Linked DNA regions of Xenopus laevis: region 2 is linked to region 1. Evidence: chromatin contacts called from public Hi-C data. All regions are on one chromosome and are shown on one strand. The core of a region is the stretch at or near the end of the contact, and the rest is flanking DNA. Distances in the headings are between cores, read along the strand shown.

Region 1 (2,812 bases), core at 85-2,584:
CCCTCATGCCTTATTTTGGGTTTTTATACATTCATACAGAATATATGGTTGCAAAAAAAAAAAGCTTAATGCATTTGCACTGTATCTATTGACATCTGCACCCTCTGTTCCTGTTTATTTACTTACTCACACAGAGGCACAGCGCAACTTCCACCAGAACTTACTTACAAAGGTCTGAAGCAGTGTAAAATAATGGCGGCAATTCTGGCATTAACAAAACACACCTTGATTACACGTTTTTTTACACCGTTTTTTGTCGGATTTCATTTTACACAAAATAATAAATAGGCCCCATAGTGTCCAAAAGAGTCTTCAAGAGTGCTAGGTCAAAAACCATATTTGTTGAAGAACCAGATCTCCATCTATAACAAAGTTCAAGTGTATTTTATTTCTTTTTTATCTCCTTGCTAAAGGCCCCAAGCAGGATCACAGTCACACTATATTATTAGGAAGCTCTGGTCCCTCATTATATAGTATATGCCTATTGTAAAATATAAGGATATTATAAGTCACCAAGGAGTTCCATGACCATATAAAAGCACAAAGCCTTCAGTCTTTTGCCTTGTGCCAAATAATATATACGTATATGCTTTGATGGCATTTGTATAATTCTGATAACTCTTCTGGCTCAAGTCAATGTAACACCCACATATGAAATATGGCTCATATTTGGAATATATGCTCCACTGACAGATACTAAAGCACTAGTCTATAATAGTTATGACATATTTACTTCAACATAAATATCAATATAGTAACCTGAAAGGTTAAAGTTTTCAATATCTTTATAAAAAAAAGTCAATTTTTCAAGCAGAAATGTTGCTATGTATAGGGACAAGTTGACTCCCTGTAGGTAAATGTAATCTGAACAAATTGCATATTACAACCAATTGAGCAAAATACCTATTTGTCCAAACATTAAGTTGAAGGTACTGTAACAGACAAACAGACAGGTAGAGCTGTTAGGCTAGGGCCAGGTGATGTTAGCAATGCAGATTCTCCTCAGGCAGAGAATCCGCTGCCTGCTGCTCCCCTTGACTTTTCAACGGTGCACAGATTTTTGCGGGAAATGCAAAATGTTGCATTTTGGAGCCGACATCTGCCTGCACCTGAGCGAAAACAATGCTTCCGGGTGCAGGCAGACCAGGAGCAGAAGAGCAGTGGCCAGCACCCCAGCGGATTCTCAGCCTGCGGAGAAACACAGTCCAAGATCTGCCATCGTCTGGCCCAGGCCTTACTGTAGAAAGAACAATGTTGCCTGTCTGCTTATCTTGGATATGGTGTCGCCCCAGATATCCTTTTACTGCAGATGTGCAACTCTTCTCCGGGGGTATTTTGCTAACTAATTGAAAAGTGGGAGGTGTGAGTAGAACAACAATGAGCCTTTAGGGGATAGAGATGAACCTAATCTCCAAGCCAAACTGCCTTTAGCTGCAGAGTAAACAGCATTAATGGAAAGAGAGGGAGCTACTGGGATTAAATGTCAAATTGTGAGAGAGGGCAAGAAGGATGAGGGACACTGTATAGCAGAAAGAGGGATTAAAGGCCCATCTAGATAAGAAGACAGGAAGATAAGTGTTTCACAGAATGGAAGATAATGAACATACAAAGAAAAAGGAAATCAGAATTACTATTGTAACTACCCAGATGGAGGCCTGTATGTAAGAACATAATGTCTCAATTGTGTTTATTTGCACATCACATTTCAATGAACCCGCAGATATGTTAATCAGAGCTGCCCCAGTTAATTCTTGACCAGAGGAGTGGGCAGGAATGTTTGGCACAGGTGTGATTATATCAGTGTAATATCCACTAACTAATATACTTACCTCCAGCCAGATAACTTTTAACCCAAACTTGGTGGGAAATATACTGTGGGGCTCTATTGTATATGTTTTTTTCCAGCACGTACTAAGTTAATGCTTCTCTTTCTCTATTCCAGAGCGGGCTCCTAAAATCCTAGTAAGAGCATGTAACCGAAACCCTTTCCTCTCATTATGTTCATTTGGAGGCTGCATACTTCTCTTGTTCCTTTTAATAAACATCAGGCTTTAAACACATGGCAGGGAAACAGAGAAGCAGGAGATCATTCCACCCCTCGGCCTGGCTTTCCGCAGGTTCATGCCATCACTGAAAAGGAATTCTGCAGCACCCCAGTTTGGCCATTTGCTGCTCACGTCTGTGGTACAATTATTAGCACTATGGCTGCACGACTCCAGCTCACTGAATAGAATCCCCACAGGGAAAAAGAAGAGATTCATCTTCTAATACAATTAGGAAAGATTATCTGTCAGATAAAATCAGCGGCTGGGGTCTCTCCCACCCGGCACACACAGTAAGTCATCTCCCCCCCTTACCTGTCACCAAGCGTCTTTAAGAAAAACAAACAGCAACTTCTGTTCACAAAAGGAGTGCAGTGTTTGCTAATTAAATCCAACTAACCAACCAATTACAAAGCCCACCAGCAATTCAGTGCTTCGGGGGCTATATCTAGAAATTGATGGGTATCTACAATTACATTATACGTGACTTTCACACACAAAAGGTTACAAAAATAATAACAAAAATGTTATATCCCAGCTGATTGGAGCTACCATGTTAGTTTGCACATGGTCAGCAGACAGTGAAAACTGAATGGAAGAATACAGTCAAGACATATATTTGGTTAATTCTGTAATGTTTAGAGGAAATTTCAATTTGCCCCTTTAGCTAAACCTAAAATCTTAGTTTAAAGGTCAATTAGTGTGGAATGGTTTTAGATTTTTTTTATATACAGATATAGGAACTATTATCCAAAACACTTTGGACCTGG
Region 2 (2,916 bases), core at 208-2,707, 87 kb before region 1:
TCTGTTTTTAATTCTGTATGGAATATATACAGAATATATTTATTGTTTGCACACTAACAATCTAGGGCAACAGTGGAATCATTTGAAGGTAAAGAGTTAAGCAAAGGCGACAAATCACGTCTTTTCCTGTGTCTGTTACTAATTAGGTAAGGTTCCCCCCACCCCACGAAAGAGCTGGCATTAAATGCTCACGGGAAATGTGCACAGATGAAATGACGGGAAAGGTCTTTGGTTAACCACTTCCTTGCTACAGGGTTTTTGCGAAAATACCTACGCATGTGTAGGCTGCAGAAGATGCCCTACAGTGTGTGGTTCCCAGAACTGCTATTAATATACCACATGGCATCAGCAAAGCTTAATGTATGTTACACCATACTCCTAACACACATCAAGATACCATGTGAGAACCCAGCCTCTATTCATTGCTTTCTGTGTGTGTGTTTCTATATCCCGGCTACACTGGCAGTTAGGGCTGGGCTTAGGGAAGAAAAGCCCCAGGCAAAAGTAAGAACAGAGGGGCCCCCATCGTTTCCAGCTGGTCATGACTCAAAACTCCCACCATTCCCATGACAGGCACAGATTGGACATCCTGGATGTAATTACACAAAAAGAATATTACACAATGTTATTTGTTACTCGTAATTTTTTCAAGGACATTTTTCTCTTCAAGAGGCCCCCTGCTCTAAAAGCAGCACCACTGTTAGAAGTATTTTCAAAGGCTTATACTCTCAAATAAAAACATTCCAGTGACATTTATACTTCAATTTCGCTGAACCACCGAACTACATCATGTGTACCATCCATTTTCCATCATATAAAGGCAGTGGTTACCTACTATGGTTGAGTTCACAGTGTGTGTATAATTGTGTGCAAGGGCTGCCTCCTACACATTTGGATGGTTTTGCTCACAGGGCTATGAGGAAAGTACCACCACTGAAATGGTTTCAGGGAGATTTATGGTGCATATTGCATAGGATAGATTAAAAGAATATTCCTTACAGGTGATAAATATCCATGTACACATCTATTATAACAAACAAACAACCATCCAAAGAACTATAAATTCACAGCCAATGACTCCATTTGCTCCTTCAACCACTGCCTGACTCTGGTATGCATATTAACCCCATCCAGCATTATCTAGTTACCGTACCTCCCACTGAGTTCTCAGGCCTCCCATGGCCCCAGTTCCAATTGAACTTCCCCCTGCCTTATACTTGCTGCTGGGTTTCACACCCAGGCCACTGTCCACTCCAAGTAATATCTAGTCATACACCATAAACAAAGGGAGCAGGGGATGCTGACAGGGATGACCTGAGCTCCTTCTGTTTCCCTATGAAATCCCTCAAAAGCCAATCCCATCCTAAACTCCCATCAATAAATCAGGAATGAGGGGACAGGGGGAGCCTGCTTCCTAAAACTGGCCTTAAACTGTGAGAATTAACTGCTGATTTGGCCCCTTCAAATCAATTCTCCCTCCCTGACAAATATATACTCAGGTGGGGACCACATCAGCCTTGTGATAAAGTACTTTCCTGATGGGCCTGAATGTAGAGATGGGATCTACCCAATTTGGCTCAACATTTAGGATCCTAAAACTCTTGTCATTAACTTTATTCTGCCAACCACCATTAACTTCTCCACCCCTTTATAAACCAACTGCTCCTAGCTCAACAAACATGATTTATGAAGCACATAAAAGCCCTGGAGTTGATTTGAAGGGGGGGCGCTTGTATGTGGAAGATTTTGCTGTGAACAGACAACATGCTGTCAAAAGAGCTCTCCATGCTGGTGAAACAAGCCATCCTTAAGCTGCAAAAACAGAAAAACCCATCTGAGAAATTGTTACAATATCAGGAGTGGCAAAATCTACAGTTTGGTACATCCGGAGAAAGAAATAAAGTGTTATGTTTTGGGTAGTCGAGGATGAGTAGAGTATAACAGTGCTTTATTAGCAGAGACTCCTGCAGCCATTATACAACAGTAACTTTCACTTTTAAGCTGTCAGGAAGTATGCACAGTATAAGTCTGAGCACAGTGACATCTACAGGCCATTTGTATAAACACCACAGAAAGCACTGGTGAACTCAGCGACGCAAAAAGACCTGGATGTCCACTGAAGACAACAGTGGTGGATGATCGCAGAATCATTTCGATGGTGAAGAGAAACCCCTTCACAACAGCCAAACAAGTGAACAACACTCTCCAGGAGGTAGGTGTATCGATATCCAAGTCTAACATAAAGAGAAGACTGCATGAAAGTAAATACAGAGGGTGCACTGCAAGGTGCAAGCCACTCCTAAGCATCAAGAATAGAAAGGCTAGACTGGACTTTGCTAAGAAAGAAAAAAACATATAAAAAAGCCAGCACCGTTCTGGAAAAAGATTCTTTGGACAGATGAAACTAAGATCAACCCTTACCAGAATGATGGCAAGAAAAAAGTATGGAGAATGTGTGGAACAGCTCATGATCCAAAGCATAGCACATCATCTGTAAAACATGGCGGAGGCAGTGTGATGGCTTGGGTGTGCATGGCTGCCAGTGGCACTGGGACACTAGTGTTTATCCATCATGTGACACAGGACAGACGCAGATGAATGAATTCTGAGGTGTTCAGAGACACTGTCTGCTCAAATCCAGCTAAATGCAGTAAAATAATGACCCAAAACATACAGCCAAAGCAACCCAGGAGTTTATTAAAGCAAAGAAGTGGAATATTCTTGAATGGCCAAGTCAGTCACCTGATCTGAACCCAATTTAGCTGCATTTCACTTGCTGAAAACAAACAGCAACTGAAAGCCGCTGCAGTAAAGGCCTGGCAGAGCATTAAAAAGAAAGAAACCCAGAATCTGGTGATGTCCATGAGTTCAAGACTTCAGGCTGTCATTGCCAGCAAAGGGTTTTCAACCAAGTAT

The links. Hi-C and Micro-C count contacts between places; a contact is called where the count stands out from the background.
Region 2: a contact with region 1 is called in a Hi-C map of animal cap, with 7 times the contacts expected there. The contact joins two enhancer-like sites. A contact is called at or near these places in 3 of 4 Hi-C or Micro-C datasets (the XL177 cell line, the XTC cell line and animal cap).

What each region holds. Positions count from the first base shown.
Region 1 is chr2L:155,421,648-155,424,459 of Xenopus_laevis_v10.1, reverse strand. All of the region lies in intron 2 of LOC108708649 (retinoic acid receptor gamma-like), which reads right to left. Among protein-coding and RNA genes, the nearest start is that of LOC108708649, 50 kb to the right of the region's middle. Within about 2 kb of position 1,334, at least 3 of the 7 cell types and tissues checked have an H3K27ac peak or open chromatin away from gene starts, as enhancers often do.
Region 2 is chr2L:155,508,817-155,511,732 of Xenopus_laevis_v10.1, reverse strand. No RefSeq gene overlaps it. Among protein-coding and RNA genes, the nearest start is that of itgb7.L, 22 kb to the left of the region's middle. Within about 2 kb of position 1,457, at least 1 of the 7 cell types and tissues checked has an H3K27ac peak or open chromatin away from gene starts, as enhancers often do.